Linked DNA regions of Mus musculus: region 2 is linked to region 1. A link is a contact called in public Hi-C data. All regions are on one chromosome and are shown on one strand. Each heading gives the region's core, a stretch centred on a gene start, on an enhancer-like site or on the middle of the called end of the contact. The rest is flanking DNA. Distances are from core to core; before and after follow the strand shown.

Evidence for each region. A called contact is a pair of places that touch in the nucleus more often than the background predicts.
Region 2: a Hi-C map of bone marrow-derived macrophages shows a contact between it and region 1, with 23 read pairs. The contact joins two enhancer-like sites. A contact is called at or near these places in 3 of 484 Hi-C or Micro-C datasets (bone marrow-derived macrophages, nephron progenitors and peritoneal macrophages), 2 of 115 datasets of contacts at active chromatin or transcription factors (acute myeloid leukemia and bone marrow-derived macrophages) and 1 of 9 other capture datasets (bone marrow-derived macrophages).

Annotation. Positions count from the first base shown.
Region 1 is chr14:103,823,425-103,829,933 of GRCm38.p6, forward strand. It overlaps Ednrb (endothelin receptor type B), which reads right to left. Exons shown (of 8, transcript NM_001136061.2): 3 at 1-80. All of the region lies in intron 1 of Gm35197 (a long non-coding RNA gene), which reads left to right. Among named protein-coding and RNA genes, the nearest start is that of Ednrb, 18 kb to the right of the region's middle. Within about 2 kb of position 2,712, at least 11 of the 459 cell types and tissues checked have an H3K27ac peak or open chromatin away from gene starts, as enhancers often do. A contact at or near this core is called in bone marrow-derived macrophages, where this site is marked.
Region 2 is chr14:103,999,739-104,006,247 of GRCm38.p6, forward strand. The region is part of intron 1 of 4930432J09Rik (RIKEN cDNA 4930432J09 gene); the gene reads right to left. Among named protein-coding and RNA genes, the nearest start is that of Gm41238, 4.2 kb to the right of the region's middle. Within about 2 kb of position 2,928, at least 1 of the 459 cell types and tissues checked has an H3K27ac peak or open chromatin away from gene starts, as enhancers often do. A contact at or near this core is called in bone marrow-derived macrophages, where this site is marked.

The DNA of each region.
Region 1 (6,509 bases), core at 1,462-3,961:
GTGATTCCCACAGAAGCCTTCTGTATGAAGGGCACCAGCTTACACATCTCAGCTCCAAATGGCCAGTCCTCTGCGAGCAACTGCATAGAGGAAACGGGAAGGTCGGTTACGGAGATTTTTCTGAGCTGAGCACTGAGTGCCGGTGATTAACGGCCAGAGGGAAGGAAGAACTGCCCTTTGAAAAGGCACCTGTGTCCAATATAGAACACACTGGAAGTAACACAAGTGCAGCTGGTTTATGAGATTTTTTTTTTATGTGCAGACAGTGGCACAATCAGGCTCTCCTCAGAAAGGCCAATGCCCCAGTGGCTTACTGGCACTTTAGAACAGTGATTCTCAACCTGTGGGTCATGACCCTCTGGATGGGGAGCTGAACAACCCGTTCAAAGGGATCACCCAAAACAAATGGGGAATAACAGATGTTTAAATTACGCTTCATAACAGAAGCACAATTAGAGTTGTGACTTAGCAAGAAAAAGTAAGTTTATGGTTGGGGGAGGGGCGGGGCGGCGTCAGTGCAACATGAGAAACTGAATTAAAGGGTCAAAGTATTAGGAAGGTTGAAGACCACTGGTTTAGAAAACAGAACCTGCATGTCTCATAAAACTGCAAAGCTAAGGTGAGGACCATGTTAAAAATAGAAGTTTTATTAAATAAAAAGTTAGATAGTCTTAAGTGGAGATGACTGGACTGGCCCTGCTCTGTGGAGAGCATCATGAGTGCTCAAGGTTTTGCCCCGATCGATCAGTGGTCCCTTTACTTAACTCAGCTGGAGTAGCCACACCACTCCCTGGATGCACCGGTTGGGTGTGTGTCTGCTACAGGGCATCTGGTCTGTGCCATTTTTTACCCCACGCTCCCACATCCCCAGTCTTCCCACTAAAGATGGCCATGTCCTCTCTCACTTCCCTCAGGACTTGCTCAGATCTCCTCGCTCCACAGCACCTACCTAGATCACATTGCTTCTCCCGCCCCTGACGAGGCCTCTCTATCTCCTTCACTCCCTCCCCTCTTCCTTTTTATTATAGTTCTTACTAATCTTACTGCATATAAAAGTGACTTTATGGCTTGTTTGGTTTTTGCTGTCTGACTCTCTGAAGTGTAAGATGCATATGAGTTCCCCAGTTGCTTCCAATGGTGCCTGAAACACAGCAGATGCTTGGCGAGTGTTCATATGGCTGAAACAAATAGGTACCGAGCAAAAGGACATAGTGCATTCTCTTTCCATATTTATACACATATTTCTCTTTATCTGGCTTCAATGACTGCTATTAAATGGAGCTGGTTTCCTTCTTAGACACTGGGTGTGCCACGCTGGTAAATGAATCATGTAAGGTAGACATCTGGATCTAATATTCATGAGATTTTGAAAATAAAGAGAAATATTTATAATCTATGCGGTTTGAAAAACTCCTTTAGAAATAACTTTACAAAAATGAGAGCTACTCTGAAACACAATTGGAAATTTCTGCCCTTGTACTGGCAACGGAGACTCCAGTGAGTGTGTCAAGCTCCGTGGATTGTTCTGTGGCCGGCATGGTGGCACAGACAACAGTCTGTGTCTCATTACAACTGAGATTGGAAGAATGAACATGAGACCGATTTAATTTCTAAATTAGACATGAAAAAATTACACAGATACATGCAACAAAGGTTGGGAGACTTTCCACATGCGTATTTAATACCGGGGCTTGGAAATTTACAGGGCTGAGCACATTGACAAGCAGTAAAGGGGAAGCCAGTGTAAGCCAGTCACTGGTATCAGGAAGGTAATGAGGGGTAGGCAGCAAGGTTTGGGATAATCTTTATCTAATAAGCATCAGATGCTATTTGTCAAGGAACCCCAAACATGAAAATTCCCTAATTTTTATAGAGAAGTAAGAAATTGGATCTTTATATGAAATCATACAATGTACAAAAGGTACCAGTTGATCCATGTTTTAAAAGACATTATTATATTATGTTGTATTGACTAGGTAGATTCTATAATGTGTATGAGAGCTTCTGGATTAGTAAATTAACTAGTCATTAGTTCATTCAACCAACGGGCATTGAATATTCACCATAAAGAATATTCTGAGTACAAGGCGCACTACTGGTTTCTGTAGAGCTTACATATAACAAGGAAGACACAAACGCATCAGTACTTGAGATGATGTCCAAACAGAAGTAGCCATATTAGGAGAGTGTTGGTGGGATGTGTTTTCTCCATAAGCTTCCCAGTAAGATGTCTCTGAGGACACAACCCAAGTCTGTAGTTGGATAAAGCAATGAGCATACCAGCCATAGAGTATGCTAGGAAAAGAACAGGAAAATGGTGTAATGTGATTTTTAAAATGTAACTTGTTGCTCAGAATGTGGTCAAGGGAAATAAAAAGACTGTACGTCTGTACGAAGTGGTATGGGCTGGACCACGTGCGGCCATGATAACCAAGCCCTCGTGGTGAAATTAATGATTTTTTTAAATTTATTTTTGGGAAAAAATAAACTAAGCATGTTATAGGTAATTGGAAATTTACAAGTTTGGTTTTCAGAACTGTACATCACTATGGGTTACCAGATATTCACTGGTGACAAGAATTCCAGAAATCTTGACTCTAAAAATGTGTGAGGCTACCAAGTTTTATGCCTGTGATCTGCTCTTAGCGCGTCTACAACCATGGCTGGAGCAGCCTTTGAGGTCCTATAGTTACCCTTCCTAGCTGTTACTTCCCCTATGAACTTTCTCTGAGCTTCTACTTCTTTATGTTTTCAGCGTGTACTGCATATTAGGAACCTGACTATTATTCGGGTTTTGCATAAAAATACGGTGAGCCAGCCAGGACTTCTGTGACCCAAGGTGGGATGGTTGGAACATTCACACCAAGTCAGACACCAGAGGGCTACCTGAAGCTTCAGGGGTGCTGTTTGTCTTGGAGATTTCTCAAGATTTTCTTTTCTGGGGGAAAATTGGCACAAAACCGTTTTGAGCAGTGAAACTTCTGAGCTTCAGTGTGCTTTCAGTCTGAGCCAGTTGTGTGAGCTACCTCAGCACTTAGGGCTACGGAATTCTTTCTTCCTATTTGTATTTGGTTTCTTGGGTTTCATACACAGGAACCTTCACGTCAATTTGGCAGAGGGACTCTTGCTTTGAGGAACTATGAGGAACTACTGGGTTTACTCTTTGTGTTCCTCCTCTGCAGGGATCAAATCAGTTGTTTTGTGCGGCGTGTTTTGTCTATCCCTAGGTCTCAGTCAACTCCAGTTTAGTCCTGGGTTGCAGCTCTCCGGTACGGGTTTGACGGACTGGTTTCATTTAGGAGCCTACGAAAAGGAAGAACAGTGTTCCTTAGCAACACTGTTCTCAGTGTACTTCAGGTTCTGGGGGAAATGGCTCAGAAGCAGGACTTTCGGTTATCACCATGCCATCAGAATTGGAATTGGATTGCGAGATAGAAGGCAAATGGAAAGGAGCAGATCACGTAGATGGCTCCGTGCTACTTTATCAGGATGAACCTGCTCAGTGCAAGTGCACAGTGTTGGTTCCAAGATGGAGAAACAGCTTATGTTCTAAATTTACCAATGGTTCTGCCACCACAGGTTTCTCAAACAGTTGTGGCAATTGCTCTGCCCTAACTCTCACTCCCTTTGGGTTAGTATTGAGCCTTCCAGGAACAATTCCACTCTACAATCCTGTCATTCAACGAGGTTTCCTTAGCAGTTTCTGTATGAGTGACACTGTGTCGTGATTAAATGACACAGCAAGTATTTACTTTAAAGACAGACTTCAGAGTGACACACTTCAAGGAGAACACAGTCGACCAGAAAGACAGTGAGGTAGACCATACTTTGGAAAGAACTATGTCAAGAATCTTTGAAAAGCAGTCACTGTGGAATAAGATGTTCTATACTACTTTGCTTCAGGTAAGAGTAGCATCAGGAACAAGACCATGGTCAAGTTCCAACTGTATTAATGAATGATGAGAGATTATTCCAGCCACACAGAGACCTGACTCTAAGAAGGGAAAGCTCAGTCATTGTCTGTTTAAATTATTATTATTATTATTGTTATTATTATTATATTGTTAATGTATATATGTGTGTGTATGTGTGTACATGTGTTTAGGTGTGTATATGTATGTGTGTGTTTGTCATATTGGAGGGCACAGATTTCTTTGAACTGGGTGGAGATAAGGGTAGCTATGAGCTATTGCAGGTATTGAGAACTGAACTCACAGCTTCTGTTAAGAACAGTGAGTGTTTTTAACCACTGTTTTTAACCACATTCGGCCCTGTTGAAAAGTCCTAAATGAGTGGGGCAGTGAGCGGGATGTAAAGCGAATAAATAAAAATAAAATTTTTAAATGGGAAAAGAAACTGTTAAATGAGGTCCTTAATTTTATTCATGAGTTTGCTTCCAACCAGTGTCCCCACAGAAGTCTCCTTATTAGTTTAAGGTTTGAGACTAAGCCCTCAGTGGCTAAAAGGAACAATGGCCTTGGGACCTTGAAACAGGGTAGAAGCTTGGGTGTTCTGCTCACTGCTCACCTGGATTTTAAATATGTAGTGATTAAACACTGACTGTGACCGTATCACACCCGAGCCAGGTTCACCCCATCACAGGCTGACTGAGCAAACTAAGACAAGTGGACAAGCCATGTGATTACAGACACTTACAACTTCTCTTCAAAAGCACTTCTTCAGTAGACGATGAGCTAAAACTATGTATGATTTCACATACTTCATTACTAACACAGATGTTGGTCCCCAGCTATATCCCTTTTTGTTTGTTTGTTTGCTTTCTATCCTCAGAACTAATCAGTATGGTTTCTGTTTACATTATTTCTTCCCCACCCCTGAACTCAATTGCATTGGCAACAACCCTCTGATCAGGGTCTCCCCAACCCTGGCCTAAGCAAGATAATTTTACTCATTGTTGTATATGTCGCCCAGAATCCCCCTTGGCTCCTGGCTATACTACCTTCTTGATTTTACCTGTAACTAATTTTTCATGGACCCAACTTTTCTGGAGGATATAAGAGAATAGAAGGGCTGTCCAAAGTAGCATATCAAATAAAGATATCTGCCCAAGAGGCCATGCATGACCAGCCCACACTTTTAAAAGTTTTAGTTATTCACTTAATGTGTATGCTCATGTGTGCCTGGTATGTACATTATGTGCCTGTGGAGGTCAGACGAAGGCATTAGAAACTTTCACAATGGAGTTGTAAGTGATTGTGAGCTGATTGATGGGCGAGTGAAATAGAAGGCCAGTCCTCCCTCCAGAAGAGCAGTGTGTACTCTGAACTGCTGACCCAACTCTCTAGTTTTAGCCCTTGGGATATCTTTTCTTTTTCTTTTTTTAAAACTCCTCCATGAAGAAGCTTTAGTTCTGCCTGACCTTGAGGAGACACACCCTGACCCTGCTCTATAATCAAAAGGTTTCTAGATTTCCTTTGCTCAATAAGAGTCTGGCTAAATTTTTGGTTTTTGCTTTTTGGGTTTTTGTTTGTTTGTTTGTTTGTTTGTTTGTTTGTTTTTCGAGACAGGGTTTCTCTGGATAGCCTTGGCTGTCCTGGAACTCACTTTGTAGACCAGGCTGGCCTCGATCTCAGAAATCCGCCTGCCTCTGCCTCCAGAGTGCTGGGGTTAAAGGCATGAGCCACCACGCCTGGCTTCTGGCTAAATTTTATATAAAGCAAACCAATATTGCATGGTCCTGTCTTCCAAGATTACATTGGTAAGAAGAGTAACTGCTCCCTTCCTTTGGTTTGATCTATAGAGGACTCAGTATTTGATATATTCAGGGTTGGCAGCAGTCCCCTTTATTTTAAATGTTTAAACGTCAGTTCATCTGAAGACACACATCACCATGGTTGCAATATATAGAGGAACTGAGCTGGAACCAACCTCCCTGCAGAATAGCTTTCAAGTGCAAGAAGATGTTATTCAAGCTACTGGGGGAGAAATCACAGCACTAGTCTTGTCTAACTGTGAACGCTATGAACTACAACACCAAATTGCTAGGCAAGATGTGTAATGTGCATGATTGTTAGGGTGGTAACCAACCATTCTCTGATTGGATTTGAAGTCCACTCAACAGAAGGGGTCCCATGTCTAGTGCTATAAGCCTAGACAAAGTCCTATGACATGATGTTTAACTAAATAGACAAAACACCAAACTGCCTTTAAGTATGCATGTTTATACCTTGAGACATGTATGAAACAGCCAAAGAACAGATTTAATTAGTATATTTTTTAAAAAAATAAGTGTAGGTCAGCAACTCTAGATGCTAACCTTGGTTATTAGCAAATCCAACAAATAAAACATCAATCAAATGTTCAAAATACAGTTGTTATAGATTCCCTGATTTGATCTAATCTGTAAATCCTAAATAAATATAAAACCTATAGCCCAGAGCTCAGTTAATATAACCTATGGGGACATTCTGTGCATTCCAGCTGGATACTTGTTTATAGAAGCTTTGATGGAACTCTACGGCCGAGGACATGCCTAGGGAATAGAGAGA
Region 2 (6,509 bases), core at 1,678-4,177, 180 kb after region 1:
TTCTGTGTTTGCTAGGCACCGGCATAGTCTCACAAGAGACAGCTATATCTGGGTTCTTTCAGCAAAATCTTGCTAGTGTATGCAATGGTGTCAGCATTTGGAAGCTGATTATGGGATGGATCCCCAGATATGGCAGTCTCTAGATGGTCCATCCTTTCGTCTCAGCTCCAAACTTTGTCTCTGTAACTCCTTTCATGGGTGTTTTGTTCCCAATTCTAAGAAGGGCAAAGTGTCCACACTTTGGTCTTCATTCTTCTTGAGTTTCATGTGTTTAGCAAATTGTATTTTATATTTTGGGTATTCTAAGTTTCTAGGCTAATATCCACTTATAAGTGAGTACATATTGTGTGAGTTCTTTTGTGATTGGGTTACCTCACTCAGGATGATGCCCTCCAGGTCCATCCATTTGCCTAGGAATTTCATAAATTCATTCTTTTTAATAGCTGAGTAGTACTCCATTGTGTAAATGTACCACATTTTCTGTATCCATTCCTCTGTTGAGGGGCATCTGGGTTATTTCTAGCTTCTGGCTATTATAAATAAGGCTTCTATGAACATAGTGGAGCATGTGTCCTTCTTACCGGTTGGGACATCTTCTGGATATATGCCCAGGAGAGGTGTTGTTGGATCCTCCGGTAGTACTATGTCCAATTTTCTGAGGAACCACCAGACTGATTTTCAGAGTGGTTGTACAAGCTTGCAATCCCACCAACAATGGAGGAGTGTTTCTCTTTCTCCACATCCTTGCCAGCATCTGCTGTCACCTGAATTTTTGATCTTAGACATTCTGACTAGTGTAAGGTGGAATCTCAGGGTTGTTTTGATTTGCATTTCCCTGGGTTCTCAGAACATGTTAATACATACATACATACATACATACATACACACATACATACATACACACACAAATACATGTATATGTGTATATATATATACACATACACACATATATCCTACATATATCCTACATATATCCTACATATATCCTACAGCTATTGGATACTTGGAGGACATTTTGTTTGTATGATGAAAAATATTCTTCCGAAGTTCCAATTAATTTTATCAAGAAAAGACTATGATATAGGTACAGAATAAAAAAAAGCTATGGTTTTCAAGTAGATGAAAGTTACTCTCACATATATGTGTCTATCTTTGCATCAGAGTATTAAAGGAAGGCATTTTGCAGTTTAATGACTTTACTCTTAATTGAACTTTAACACACACACACACACACACACACACACATTTGTGTTTAACTTACAGAGTAATGGTTTTCCATGCAAAGTTTTCATATATATTTTCCCCAACCTACCTTCTCTCAGTACCCTGTTCTCCAGCTGTACCCTCCCTCCCATTGATTATTGTCCTTCCCCTAAAGTCAGCACCACCACCACCTCCTCCATCACCACACAGAGCCCTTTCTAGTATCTTGAACAATATCTATGTTCCTCCCATTTGGGTACACATTTTTAAAAGCCAGAGGCTAGGATCTAGATATGAAATAAAACATTTAGGAAATTCACCTTTCAGAGCCTGCATTACTTTACTTTACATAATGTTTTCCAGATCCATCCATTTTTTTCCTGCAAATTTCACTTCTCTTTACAGCTGAAAAAATTCCATTGTACACATGGACTATGTCTTCATGACCCATTCATCTGCTCATGGATATCCAGATGGATTCCATTTCTTTGCAATGGAAAAGGATGAGAAACAAATATGGATGCACAACTATCTCTATAGCAGAACTTGAATACCTTTTCATATAGCTTAGGTATAGCTTGGTCTTTACTAAAATCCTAATAGTTACTAAAATTACTAAATTTAGTTTCTCAAGAAACCTCCACACTAATTTCTGTATTAGCTGTACTATACTTTTGTGAACATATCAACTCATACCTGCTGTGACTGCATGCACAAAATATGTTATAAGATCAGGTGAGCAAAATCCTAGCATAGATCATAGAAAGCTTCATGAAGCCCTTTTCTACGCTGTGAAGCCATTGATGACTGCTTGAAGAGTCAGTTTTCCTTAGGGAATACAACTTCTGAGAGGCTACACTGCCTCTAGTGCATCACCCTATGTCCACTCATATACAGGCAGAACTAAATGGATTCCATGGGATAAAAAAAAAAAAAAATCCATGGAGTTTGGAGGAAATAATGCTGGAAAAATAAGGGAGGGATTAGAGACTGAGGAATGGAGCTAGATTTGATCAAAATGCATGTATAAAATGTTCAAATAATAAAAAAGCAAAAGATTATATAACTCTGTTCAAAATAGTTTTAGGTTTTCAATTCTGGAATGCATAGAATACAACAAACAAAACAAAACAAAACAAGCAAGCAAGCAAGCAAGCAAACAAACAAACAAACAAAAAACCCAGGGTCTCACTATGTAGATAAGGCTAGTCTCTAACACAATGATCTATTTGTCAGCCTGCCTCTGCCTCTGCCTCTGCCTCTGCCTCTGCCTCTGCCTCTGCCTCCTCTGCCTCCTCTGCCTCCTCTGCCTCCTCTGCCTCCTCTGCCTCCTCTGCCTCCTCTGCCTCCTCTGCCTCCTCTGCTTCCTCTGTCTCCTCTGCCTCCTCTGCCTCCTCTGTCTCCTCTGCCACCTCTGCCTCTGCCACCTCTGCCTCTGCCTCCTCTGTCACCTCTGCCTCTGCCTCTGCCTCAGCCTCCCAAGTTCTAGGATTAAAGACATGTGCCACTATGCTCAACAAAACTGGGTATTTTCATTAATATGCATATATAACAAATATATATTTAACTTTAAGTGTAATTTTAAAATTAATGCAGAGGCATGAAAGTTTGAAGTATGTATATTTTAGTAAGCTAGTTTTAGTTGGACATCTTCCAGCTGATTAGAGAGGGTTGTCATCCCAAAGAGGAAGTCATTAGTAGTTCACATGATGAAGTGCATTCTTCATGTTCAGTGTGTGGAAGAAATCTTGCTGGTAAATAAATCCACAAAGCTTGAACTTACGGAACTTGTATTATTGATTGTGAAATAATTTTCTTCAATAGGAAACAACTATCCCAGCAAAACTTCATTTAAATACAAGTTTGGAAAAAGTTTTCATAGAACAAAGAGTCAAAATATATTAATGCTTTATTTGTTTAATAGTACATTTTAAAATGTGTCAAGACATTTCAATGAATAGGACAATGGAAAGAAGATGCAATTATCCTAATCCTTACATTAAGTATAATTGGATAGGAATCATATACAGGTGATGAGAGGATTTGGAGCTGTAGAGAAGAGAGACTGGAGGGTATACGTGTTCTAGGAACGCACCAAACCAAGGAGCTGCTCACTAATGAGTTCCCAAGTGTCTTAGTTACTTTTTTATTACTGTGAAGAAATGCCATGATTTAGAAAGCATTTGATGTAGTGGATCATAATTCTAGAGGTTAGTAAAGCCTATGGTGGGGAGCATGGTATCAGACAAAGAGGCAGGCATGGCCTGGAGCAGCAGCTGAGGGTTTATATCCCATGCACAAGGAGCAGGAAGGGAGAAAAAGGCAGACAGACGGACAGACAAACAGACAGATAGGGCCTGTCTTGGGATTTGAAACATCAAAGCTCAACCCTAGTGACACACCTTCTCCAACAAGATCACATCCTTCCCCTGATAGTGCTACTAACTCAAGAGCAAGCATACATTCCAGAGATGGCGGTGAACAATGCAGTCCCCAAAAGCATGGTTCCTCCTAAAATTGTGTGCAGTGACATGGCAGTGACATGCAGTGACATGGCGTAGAAATGGAGAGCAGACTGGTGGTTTCAAATGGCCACTTAGAACATGGAGAGGGAGAGAGTGTGACTATTAACATATGGGTAATATTCCTGTCAATCTGATTATACTAAATGGTGCTCAGCAAATAAACTGTCATTCCTTAGTTTCTCTATGAAGGTATTTGTGGAATATATCAGCATTTGAATTAGTAATTAAAGAAAGAAAAATTGCTGTTGCCCATTTGTCTGGTCACCATCTAGTTCTGACATAGCTTCAAATAATAAGGAATATAAAAGAAGGCAGGGCTCCCTGTATCTCTCTATCTCTCTGTCTCTGTCTCTCTGTCTCTGTCTCTCTCTGTCTCTCTCTGTCTCTGTCTCTCTCTGTCTCTCTGTCTCTGTCTCTGTCTCTGTCTCTCTCTCTCCTTCATCTGAAGCATTCATCTTCTCTGGCTCTGCACCATCACAAAGTAAGGCTCTCTGGTCTCAGACTCCAGAACCTACACCATTGGTTTGTTGGCTCTCATGTTTTTGCCTCAGACTGGTTGCTGCTTTCCTGGTTTTCCACCTTGAGAAAAAAGCACATTGCAGGACATCTAGGCCCCCATATTCTAATACATAGTTACATATATGACTATGCACTGATATTAGAATTTATAAATGTAATTGAAAATTGGTGGCATGAAGTTTTTTTTTTTTCAGGAATAGGAGCATATATCAAAGTTTCTAGCAGAAACACAAGAAAGTCATTTTCTTTTATTACATCTTTTATTTTACATCACGACTCTTTAACTTATGAACGGTTTGAACCTCTAATACCTCGTGTTCGCTTGTTTACTTGAAGTGCGTGAGGAAAAAACAGATATGAAGGTCTTAAAAACTAGAGAGACTGACTACGACATTACTGTTGTGTTACAAAACTTTCTGGTGAGATGCAGCATGTGTCTACTCACAGGGAGCCCACAACACAACAAAATACAGGTAACACCAAAGTCCAACACCATTCAGTCAAAGTGTTAAGGATAGTTCAAATTCTAAGTCTCAGTTACTCATTTCCCCACTATCATGAGCACCTTCTTCTTGACCTTGTCTATAAAGGAAGCACAATAGCTCATTAAAAAAGGATGATTTGACATCTGTGTGTACATACATGGTTAGAGTGCATTTAATGTTTCTAAGCACTTTAGCACATAGTAGGCTGAATTCAATAAAATGGGAATTTGAAATTTATGGAAACACGTTCACTCCATCTGAAGCAGAGAGAGGATCCATATATAAGAGAAGCTAGTAGACTGGAAAAGGCAGGGATTCCTGACTGATCATCCTGTTCTGGTCTCTCCTTTCCTTGCTTTGTTCATTCAGCAAGCTAGGGTTTATTTGAGGTGATAAGCTACAAACATGCATCAGTCCACACACATGACAGTCTTAAGAGAGCCATGGAAGCATCTGCTCGTCTTGTGATCCCACTAAAAAGGTCTTCAAAAGCCACTTTATAGAACTTCTTCTATGGTGAATTGGAATTTGGGGATAGCAAAAATTCTGTAGGATAAATCCTCAAAGTGGTAAGATTCAATTCTGCTGTGAAAAACAGCGTACTTCGTTTTAATTAGAAGTGGGCTCTAATCTAGGTTTGCAGGATAGCTTGGGAAACAAACCCTGAAAATCATGCACGGAGAACTTTGTATTTCTATGAAGTAATAAGAGAATAAGCAAGCAGTGCTAGAAATGGTACCAATAATGATCCAGTGTCCTTAAGCTAGCTCAAGCTGTGCACACCATCCCTGGGGACCTCAGGATCCCTAGTGTGCTGTTACCATGACAGCACATTGTCAATAAAGGCTGGTCCCATCATGACCCAGCACTAGTGGCCAGGCAGATGTTAAGCAACAGCCTCCCCCCACCCCCTTTTCCTCCAACTTCCCTTATGAATATCCCCACCGAAATCCCTACAGATGTTATTGTTAGGTGATGACCCTGCAAATTTGTGAACTCATGAGTTCTTTGTCTTTTCCTTCCTTCTCTCTAGAAGCCTAAGGTGCTGATGAAAAAGGGAAGGGTCCTGACAGTAAGGGCAAAACAAGAAGCAAGTCATGAGTTAGTCAGTTTCTGAGAAGTAGCTGCGACTCATACATTCTCCTTCATTACAGTAATAAGTGTCAGTATGACACATCAACTTTTAGTACCAAGAACACAATTTTACAATTTTTAATAATTGATGGTTAATGATTCAGAAAATCATGTGAATCTTGGCTATGCATCAACATCAACAAAATCAGGGTCTTAGTTAAGACTCTATGACTCAACAATAAAGAAAGAATTCAAGAAACTGCATATATGTTTATATGTACGTGTCTCTGTGGTGTGGTGTGGTATGGTATGGTATAGTGTGTGTGTGTGTGTGTGTGTGTGTGTGTGTGTGTGTGTGTGTGTGTGTACTTAGAGAAAATCTTATTTGTAATCTCATTTGAATGTACTACCTTTCATGAATTCTTTAAACTTTTTTAAATTCCACCTTAGACTTTGAGAGATATACAGCCATATTTCAAAATGTTTTTCAAAACTACTCCTTGGGATTGTTTACAAAAAGACTACTTGGAAATGGCATAAAACCTTAAGTGTATTATTGACTGAAGGAATTTTATATATATCTCAAAAAGCATTTAGATGATAAAAGGGAAAGAAAACAGAAGCTACATATAAAATTAATAAACCAATACACACATATTAGTATATTTATTAAAATATAACAATGTATAAAATTTTTCTCTAC